Linked DNA regions of Mus musculus: region 2 is linked to region 1. The links are chromatin contacts, called in public Hi-C maps. All regions are on one chromosome and are shown on one strand. Each heading gives the region's core, a stretch centred on a gene start, on an enhancer-like site or on the middle of the called end of the contact. The rest is flanking DNA. Distances are from core to core; before and after follow the strand shown. Region 1 has its middle 46 kb from the start of Gm36561. Region 2 overlaps Kcnk2 (potassium channel, subfamily K, member 2).

The links. A called contact is a pair of places that touch in the nucleus more often than the background predicts.
Region 2: a Hi-C map of cerebellar granule neurons shows a contact between it and region 1, with 2.0 times the contacts expected there. The contact joins two enhancer-like sites. A contact is called at or near these places in 16 of 484 Hi-C or Micro-C datasets (the BV-2 cell line, Sertoli cells, cerebellar granule neurons and 5 more) and 1 of 115 datasets of contacts at active chromatin or transcription factors (embryonic stem cells).

What each region holds. Positions count from the first base shown.
Region 1 is chr1:189,078,475-189,083,629 of GRCm38.p6, reverse strand. It overlaps the pseudogene Gm18698. Among named protein-coding and RNA genes, the nearest start is that of Gm36561, 46 kb to the right of the region's middle. Within about 2 kb of position 2,654, at least 10 of the 459 cell types and tissues checked have an H3K27ac peak or open chromatin away from gene starts, as enhancers often do. A contact at or near this core is called in cerebellar granule neurons, where this site is marked.
Region 2 is chr1:189,215,158-189,220,478 of GRCm38.p6, reverse strand. All of the region lies in intron 6 of Kcnk2 (potassium channel, subfamily K, member 2), which reads left to right. Among named protein-coding and RNA genes, the nearest start is that of A430027H14Rik, 130 kb to the left of the region's middle. Within about 2 kb of position 2,113, at least 29 of the 459 cell types and tissues checked have an H3K27ac peak or open chromatin away from gene starts, as enhancers often do. A contact at or near this core is called in cerebellar granule neurons, where this site is marked.

The DNA.
Region 1 (5,155 bases), core at 1,405-3,904:
TTAAACTCAAATAAGACTGCCCTCTGGTTTGTTTAAAGGGGTACAATAAGAAGCTGCCATCTAAGCCACAGCAGTCACCCCTGACCATCCCTCCTTGTTGCCATCTGTCCTTCCCAACCCCACCCTCTGATGGCAGTGACAGGAGCTGCTCTGCTCACAATCAGCCCAACCATTTTATTCTAGGAATTTCTTCAATGTGTGGAGCCTCAGGGTAATGAGCATATCTTCAGGATTCACTCTCTCTCTCTCTCTCTCTCTCTCTCTCTCTCTCTCTCTGTGTGTGTGTGTGTGTGTGTGTGTGTGTGTGTGTGTGCGTGTGATATGTTAGCTAATTCTCTATAGTAAACAACTTTTCACTTAAAATTACAAAAGTAATTCCTGTTTCTCCAACCGTCCCTCAGACAACTGAGAGGTTTATGGCTATTTTAACTTGATTCCTGTTCCACTCCTCCCTCCACCCAGTTTATGAGATGCCTTTGGCTCTAACTAACAATAAGGAGAGTTGGAAACTCACAGTCAGTCATTTTAATGTCAGTCGCTCCAATGCCCTGATTCAATTACTGCAGGGATAGAGCAAACGAGTGTCTTCTTATTTATTCATTATAATTATGGATCATTTCAATAGTATCTCGTTGTGCTCACAACTCATAATATTTTTAAAGCCAATGAAACTAAAAATGTAAAAAAAGAAAAAAAAAGCCTTCTATGTAAACAAAGTTGTAAATATATATGTGTATGTATATGTGAGTGTGTGTGGGTGGGGTGGTTAACACAAAAAAATGTGTTTCAAATAGCAAGCTAAATACACAAAATAAAGATGATGTAAAAATACTGGACATCTTAAGGTTAAATGTTATTTCAGTTATTTTTTTAAGTTTTCATTTTATCTTTAACCAGGCCCAATAGCGCACTCCTTTAATCCCAGTGCTCGGGAGGCAGAGACAGGTGGATTTCTGTGACTTCAAGGGTAGCTTGATCTACATAGTGAGTTCTAGGACAGCCAATGCTACATAGTAAGACCCTATCTTAATGAAGAAATTTTATTTTATTATTAAATTTTGTATGTAAGATGCTGGGTTCATAGATAGGTTGGTGCAAGTACCTATAGAGTCCAGAAGTGGGCGCCAAGTATTCAGGAACTGGACTTCCAGGCAGTTGTAAGCCTGCTGTTGTGGGTACTGAGAGCTAAACTTGTGTCTCCTGTAAGAACAGTACTCACTCTGAACCTCTGAGCCATTTCCTGTCGTGTGTGTGTGTGTGTGTGTGTGTGTGTGTGTGTGTGTGTGTGTGTGGACATATGTATGAATGCATTTATATGTGTATGTTTGTTTGTATGTGTAAACATACACACAGACTTGATGCCAGGTATTCTATGCAAAATATTTTAAGCTTCACCCAGAAATTCAGATCCTTTGCTTACAAGAAGACAATGGAGGGATCCAGTGTACTGCTGATATAAACAGGCCTTCAAGTCACAGTGAGCTGAGACCCCTCACTGATTACAAAAATGCAGGTTTCAAGTGCACATCACACAGTGCCCCATACACACCCGACTCTCTCTCCTTCCTCCTACTTATTACCATTCATTATCCTGTTTAAATCTCAAAGCCCACACCTCCTTCCTTAGCATAAAATGAGGGGACTTCCAAGAGAAGCCTTCCATTCTCAATCCTACTGTGCCTGGCACTGGCTCCCTCCTTCCCTCCCTCCTTCCCTCCCTCTCTCTCCCCCTCCCTCCCTCCATCCCTCCTTCCCTCTCTCTCTCTTTCTTCCTCTCTCCCTTTCTCATCCCTTCCCCCACTCTTTCCTTCTTCCCTGCCTTCCCCCCTTTCCTTCCTAGCAGAAGTAGCAGAACCCTTGTTTCTTTTCTGCTGGTGATTTTTCCATATGCTCTCACTATATAAATACGTGCTGCTCTGCATTGCTTAGAGAATAAGGGCATGGGAATCCTGCTACCTGCTCATTTCACATGCAGTCTGCTGAGCATTCTGAGCTGGGCTTGGCTGGATCCTGATGTGCAGAGCCTGCAGACGTGGAGGATGAATGACTTTTGGGTTCCTTGTGTTTTTTTTTTTTTTTTTTTTTTTTTCAGTTTACCCTCCATGTGGCTACTTCCCTGAACAGACTGTGACTCTGCTACAGAAACATGAGCCTCTGGCTCCCCAGAGTTTACTCTGGTTCTCCCTGGCTTTACAGCCTGATTCTACCTCACTGACTGTGTGGTGCCAGGAAGGGGCTTTGCCTATAATCTAAAGTGATAGTGATATTTCTCGTGTTTGCTTACTGCTATTATTTTCATTGTCAAAGATTGATTGTGGGGTGGCATCCAGCTACAGCTCTAAGCCTGAGAAAATAATTTCCTGTATTTATTACTCTTCCCTCTATTGTGATCAAATACCTGACAAAGGACTCCAAAGGACTTGGAAGAAACTGGAGTTTAGTGCAGGGTTTCAAAGTTTTGGGGTTTCCGGGTTTTAGTCTGTGCTGGGCTGGCTCTGTCACTTTGTGCCCAAGCGGAGCTTGTCATCAGTGTGCCTGGGAGTGTGTAGGGAGAAGCTGTTCACTTCGTGGCTTGGCAGCAGGCATGCGGGAAGCAGAAAGAGGGGAAGCCAGCTCTCCTCCCATGGTTGCGACCGCCTCCCACGACAGCGCCACCTGCTGGAGGTCAAGTGCTCAGCCGTATGTGCCCTGGGGAACCACATCCCACTCAAACTGCCACAACCCTGCAACTGGCTTGTGTCTTCCTGAGGTGTGGAGGGAGGAGGTACTGACAACAGGAGTCTACTAATTCTTGGTGTGGTAGCTAAATGTCTGCAGTGCAATATCACTATTGTGTATTATTTTAACATACATGTAGAAATCTATATACACACCACAACAAAGAGCTTCATTCATTCATTCATTCATTCATTCATCTATTCATGGAAAGAACATCAGAACAGTATAGTACTAAAAAGTACCAATGCACTCTCCAAAGTGCCTGCTAAATTGATATTTGATGTGTGTGTTACTTTGACACACTCTGCTGCAGCTTAGATTTTTAGGTATCTCACACTGAAAGCACGAGCAAGCGTAGAGTTGGAGACTGAATACTCTGTTTCCCAGTCCAGTCAGTGAGAAGGTTGGAGATTTCATTTCTGTAGCCTGCTTTTTTTTCCTGAGGTATCAGGTCTTAATACTTTTAAATTACTGGAATAGAGATTTGGGGAGGAAGACAGGCTAGACGCTAAAGGTGGCTGTGAGCAGATGAGGCTTCCAGAAAATCTGTCAGGTTTAGTGGAATTACGACTTTGGAGTAAAGGTCACAGGGTGTGAAGACATAATTAGCAGGATTAGAGTGGCAGATTTTTTGTTCCGGATTCAACCGACAGTGCTCTGTAGCTGCTGCTTCTCTCCTAATCTCACTCAGGCGCCACACACCCCCCCCATCTGCTCCCTGTTCAGTGGCATAGAACAAGATGCTCACAGATGCCCACTATAAAAGAGTTAGGTAGATGACCATCTTCTCTGAACAGGAGCAGGTGCTGAGCCTGGGAGCTCAGCTTACACAAAAGGGGCATGTGGTCCTCTGGGTCACTGTGACACAGCCCAGAGACAGGAACATCCTGTGACACCAACATAAACTGATGGTCAGCCATTAAACTACGACTGACAAAGAACATCTTTAGGTTGGATTGTAATTGCTGTATCTTCCCTAGACATGAAATAGGAAGTGAATGCTACGTATGACAGAAATTTGAAAAGTCAGCAATTTATGCATAAGAAAAAGCATCCAGATGGCTCCCCTTAAGGTTGGCAAAGTTTTTTGTGTCGTGTCCAATATTTATGCTTTGATTGATGCAATCTTTTGATGAATATGCTGATAAAATATATTCCATAGCGAGCTTGTTTGGGGCTTGGGAAGCCCAAGTTGAGCTTCTCTGATCTTCTTCAACCTAGACAACAGACTCATCAACAGCCAGGGGGAGCAGGAGAGGCGTGTTGGATATGCCCCTACTCAACTCGGTTGAACCTCTTGGGACCTAAGATGCTGAGCAGTCACATCCTTTATGAGATGTTAATGATTTGCATCCTCTTCCTGTAACTACAGAATTGCTGTCACAGACCTTCTCCATACTCTCCTGTCCCTGCCCACCTTCCTCTGCCTTCATCTTTAAGGAGAAACAGAGGGAGTGCTGGATATGGAAAACCTACTTTAAAAAGTCAATTCCTTGAAGACCAAAGTGTGGACACTGTACCCCTTCTTAGAATTGGGAACAAAACACCCATGGAAGGAGTTACAGAGACAAAGTTTGGAGCTGTAACAAAAGGATGGACCATCTAGAGACTGCCATATCTAGGGATCCACCCCATAATCAACTTCCAAACACTGACACCATTGCATACACTAGCAAGATTTTGCTGAAAGGACCCGATATAGCTGTCTCTTGAGAGACTATGCCGGGGCCTAGCAAACACAGAAGTGGATGCTCACAGTCAGCTATTGGATGGATCACAGGGCCCCCAATGGAGGAGCTAGAGAAAGTACCCAAGGAGCTAAAGGGACCTGCAACCCTATAGATGGAACAACATTAAGAACTAACCAGTACCCCGGAGCTCTTGACCCTAGCTACATATGTATCAAAAGATGGCCTAGTCGGCCATCACTGGAAAGAGAGGCCCATTGGACACACAAACTTTATATGCCCCAGTACAGGGGAACGCCAGGGCCAAAAAAATGGGAATGGGTGGGTAGGGAAGTGGGAAGGGGGGGTATGGGGGACTTTTGGGATAGCATTGGAAATGTAATTGAGGAAAATACGTAATAAAAAAAAGTCAATTCTTCCAACTCTACGGGTCCCATGCTTCATACTTCATTAGGTCATAAGGCTCTGACCTATGAAATTCCACTACTAGGTAGGGGCTGAAGTCATCTGTGACTGAGCTCAAGTTGAACTCATTGAGGAGTGCTTCAGTATATGAGGATTTCACACTGGGATGGAGCAATCCAGGAAACCAAACTGGTTGACAATAGGAAACAGGCTGAAGAATATTATTTCCAGCCCAGGACCAGCATGTGTCACACCTTCCAATTTCCTGGGCAAATCTATAGTCTACAGTATATGACCCTAGCAAAAGATGTTGAAGCCATGCTTGCCAAACTTGCCAAATAGGT
Region 2 (5,321 bases), core at 864-3,363, 140 kb before region 1:
GTTAGACGAGAAAGCATAGACCCACCGCCACCTCTCAGAAACAGACTCAACTTTGTACCTCTCAAAGATGGACTCTCAGACACAGATTCTGTACTCTTGGGGACTATGCAGCTGGCACTTTGAAGAGTTTATTTAGAAGAAAATAATCTCTTTATACAAGCACTTAAAAAGATCACACTTCTCAGAAGTTTAATTTGAAAATCATTTCCAAGACTGGAAAGTTCCGTGAAACTGTGCTGGGCTTCCTGCCTCCCAATGCAGACTGATGAGCCTTTGAGAAGTAGGCCCATTTAGACAGCCACAAAAGTCTGGACAAGGAAGGAACTCTTTCACTGCATGGAGTGGAAGGATAATAAATTGCATGTTAGTAAACTTAGCTGAGTTACAGTTCAAAAATCTGGACTCAAACAGATTCAGTTATTTTTTATTTACTTTATAATATTAAAAATTAAAGATTCCACCAAGCCATATTTGTGTGCATTAATATCCAGGTTGGATAGATTCTCAGGGACGATGACGTCTACTTCTGAAGCTTAAGACCGTACTGAGCCAATGAAAACCATCCCAGAACCCTGCTTCCAGGCTTTGTTCGCAGCTGGCTCTGCAGTATATTTCATCCGACAGATGCTGTCACCAAGGGATGATAGGAGAGAACAAAACACTACACCAAAATGTTTACATCTCCCAAAGAGCAACATAAATCCCAACACTTAGTGTATTAATAGGTGCCCAATGGTTAGAATCCAGTTACCATGTCATATACATATGATAGCATTCATTATTATATATGGTAATATTTAGTTATGAAACAATTCTACCTAAAGCTTAACCCCATCATGGTAGTAGAAAATGGTTTCTACAGGCGACAGACTTCTCAAAACACAGTTGCATCTTACAGGTTTTACTGCTACTGTGTTTACAATATGACATCTTACACATTTAGTTTTTTTTCTCTTTGCCGGAAACTCTTGATCAGAATATGATTCTGTAAATTACTGGCTTTTTGTCACAGGATATGAATATTTTTGAAACTGTTAAAATTGGTTCTGATGAGCAAATGAATAGGAGCCCGGGGTTTCTAGGTTGCCTTGTCTTTGGGCTGTGCCAGTGTACACGGACTCAGAATGCAAATATCAACCTTAGGACAGAGGTCCTGGTGTTCCCGCAGGGGGATGTCTGTGTTGGGCGGCAGTTGGCAGCGTCTCACTAGTTCAGCGATGCTCATATTTCTGGCACATCTCCATCAAGGCGGGGAATGAGCGCAGTTCTCTGAGTTACTGTTTTCCGAAGCACAATTGTAGATGTTGCCTTATAGAGTGTTTGGGGGGACAGAAGGCTGAAGGAGACAGAAGGCTGTAGATTAGGCTCTCACGGAGACTGCCTCATCTGTGATGGGAACCAGAGGAGTGATAAATACTCACATGAACACTGGCAATCGTCCTTTAGGATTTCTAAATTGTAAACATCCCAAAGAGGTGTCCTTCTTTGAGCAGTCAGTCAATCAGACAGTTTAGGAAAGTTACCCCCCCACCCCAAATGATAAAACTATTGCAAGTGCTTGTTTTAAGATGCATTGTTGCAGTTCAAAGGGTCTTGCTCTCGTTGTTTGGGATAACAGAAAGAACCAGAAGTCATAAGCTCTGGACCATTGCTGCAGAGGCAAGCCACCCAGGACTCTGTGAGCATCATGCTTTGCTGTCCCGAAAGGCCTTAGAGTCTAAACAAAGACCCCTAGCTACCAAGGGAGATGTTTGGTTTCTAAAGAGATGAATCCCATGAGGACACTATGCTAGTCACTTTTATCACTGATGGGGCAACATGCCTGATAAGTGACAACTGAAGGAGGGATGGATTTTTCTTTGATCCGTTTGGTGGGGGAAGGCACAGTTGTGCAGCTGTGAGGTGGTTCTACATTGCTCCTACAATCAGGAGGCACAGAGAGATGTGTGCTGGAGCCCATCTGGCTTTATCCTTTTACCTTTTATTTAGTCTGTCTCCAAGACCCCTACCATGATAGGAAGGATGGTTCCATTCACACTCAGCATGGCTCTCCCTCTCTGGAAAAGCCCTGGCAGGACAATCGCTAGCCAGCACAGATGGGGAAGGCCAGAGTCTGGGATTGCTTACAAGGTGTGGTCATGCAAGGCAGTCAGAGCTATGAAGAGAGCGAGAAGGGGTATGGTTAGAGGAGACTATGCAGGCCGGGCATTCTGGCGGCTGGAAACTCGGAAACAAGTTTTGAGGAAACATGCTGAGCCTTACCTATGCAGACCAGGCTAGGCATGAGTGCTTCTTGAAAGCTGCCTCTCCCTGTCAGGAGGAACAAGATGTCTTATCAGATGAGGAAACAGACTCCCTTTGACCTGATTATGTATAAGGAATCTTGAAGACTGGCTTGCCATATGTTCACCTGATTGGTCCAGCTGGCACTGGCTACATTCTCAATGCATGCACTCTTCCCAGAGCTGGAAATACCCAACAGGACCCAGCAGTCAAAACCTGCCTCCTGCCATGAAGCCAGACAAGCAAATTAAAGCAACAATTGTAACAAGTTGTACCGAGAGTGTTGTGAGGGAAGGACGGACTGTACACAGTGGCCCAGGAACAAACAGATGATCAAAATGGATTCTAGGGGAACGGCTTGGTGAGGACGTTTAGTTCCCTGCCAGCAGAAACTATCCCAGAGGAACGGGGAAACATTATTGTCTGGACGGAGAGATTGGCAAGCAAGCATAGACTGCTCAAGGAGCTGAAAGAAATCTACAGCGAGCTCCTGCAGGCAGAGCTGGGGACTTGAGTTTAGACTTGAGTCTGGAGGGATAGGCAAGCCTCAGATTGCGTGAGCTCCTCGGATGTGATGGAATAGTACAGAAGGTTATGGTTGCGGCATGGAGGCTGTGTTTGAGAAACAAGGGGATGCTAGGGGATTCAGGGTGGTTTGGGTGAGACAGCACAGTAGGGTGGAGGGCTGGGAAGGAGGTGAAAGGGAAGGGTGGCTCTGCAGGAACAGATGTGAGACCGGGTGCGAGGACGAGGAATGGGTGATGATGTTGTCTGACTTGGGCAGCTCAGTGGCTGCAGGTACTGGGATGGCGTGAAGCTTCAAATGCCAGGCTTCAGAAGTTCAGCAGTATCATCAGGGAAACCTGGGGCTTGCGGTGCCCTCGGGTCATCCGAGTGAGATGCCCTCAGAGCAGTCAGTTAGATACTGTGGGTTCAGGGGTGACCTGACCTAGAGATATGGATAAAAGAGACATCAGGAAGTATGGACGTATGATCGTTGAGATCATTGACAAACGGAAAGACATGGTTACCTGGGGGCAGGGGCGGGGGGGGGGAGAGAAAGAGAGAGAGAGAGAGAGAGAGAGAGAGAGAGAGAGAGAGACCCCCAAACCCAGAGGCACAAAGGCAAGTTAGGGGAAAATAAATAGAAAGGAACACAGAGTAGATAGGGGAGTACCAATCTGAACTGTTCCCACACAGCCATGACAGTGCAGAATTGAAACTGCAGCAGACCAGGCAGCGATGACATTTGCAACTATGGGATCAGGTAAGTTTAGGCCAGAGGGATGGTTTAGTGACAGAGGTTGGTTAGCCCATGGTCTATGAGGAAGGCACTGTGCGCTACCCACTTACTGCCTTTGCTGTTGTCAGTCAGAGATTATGAGAGTTAGAGAAAAGCTTGAAACATGTGGGATCCAAGAGAAGGCCTTTCAGGAAATGCCCAGGCTGAGGAAACCCATGGTGACCACTCAGGACCACCGTGTGCTCTCTGTTTGGTCATTATGTGAAGAACACTGCTATGTCAAAGGGAGAGGAAGTGCTATAGAAGCCAGCATGCCCAACCTGTGGGTTGTGACCCCTTTGGGGGATAGAATGACCCTCTCACTGAGGTCACATATCAGATATTTATATTATGAATCATAAAAGTGGCAACATTATAGTCATGATGTAGCAACAAAAATAATTTTATCATCTGGGGTCATCACAACATGAGGAAGTGTATTAAAGGGTCACAGCATTATGAAGGTTGAGAATCACTGGTTTAAGCTGCTATAAGGTTTTTAAAAGTAAAATCCAACAAAATAAAACCAACTTAATGTGTGGTGACTCATTATAATTTCCCAGAAGGCTATAAGGTATCAGAATTTCAGACAGAAAAAAAATTAATGTTCTAGCAAACATCATATTTTGGTGTTTTGAAATTTTTAAAATATTTATTTTATATGTACAGGTATTTTGCCTGCCTGCCTGCATGTGCACCACATGAGTTTAGTGTCCGCAGAGGTCAGAAGAGGCTCTCAGATCCCCTGGACCTGGAGTTAGAGATGGTTGGGAGCAGCCACATTGGTACTGAGACGGAAACCTGGCTCTGCCACAGGAGCAACCAGTGCTCTCAGCTGCTGAGCCACCACCCAACTCCAACATTTGTTTTTTGTTTTTTTTAATCTTTCTTTTTTTCTAACAGAGCACATTTACTTCTTGAATATATGGCTTAGTAGGTGTTAAACTGTGCAATTTAGGACACTGTGTTTGTAATTCAGTAGTTACTGAGTAGTTGTGAGGGTTGTATAAAGTTTTTTTTTTTCTTTCTTAAAGAAATGGGAACAAATTAACACTTTTCTTAGGAGCGGGGATACTTTTTCTTTCCTGTGCACGCCTTGATTTAGTTTTTGAAGGACTTGTCTTTTTCTCCATATTTCTGAGCATGAGGCTTGGCAGTTATGTTCCCTACGTCCAGTATCATGAAGCTGATACAGTGAAAATGGACACAATTGAGAGAGCATGAGCTATGAATAGCCCAAGGGTGTATTTTTATGAGTTGATACATTGTTTCCTTTAGGGGCCTCAAGCCACACCAATAGCATCACCAGCTGTAGGGTGTGTTTCCATCCAGTGTGAATTCTTTGTATTTCTCAGAAAGGTTTGTAGCTTTAAAATTAATCAATAATGATGATATCGTTGGGCGTCATATCAGCACTGGCCTCGTATTTACCAACCACAGAGTTCTTTGTGTTTTCAGGATACTCTCACAGGCATGCACATGTGTGCTCGCTCACCTCTCCTGCTCTGTCTTCTGTAGCAGCTGATCTCTCGTGCTTTATTCTAATGAGTCTGATGCTCAAGAATGGATGCTAACTGCCTGCCTATGGGCACGCAGGACATGATTATACACTGAGTCATTTCCTCATTTCCCTGCCCGGTTCTGACTTGCCACATCACAGCTGAGATGCCTTACAGAGGTTCTTTGTCCACTATTGGGGATTCTATCGAAATTAGGAGAAATCACACTCTGCAGAGTGAGAAGAAATAACCTCCCA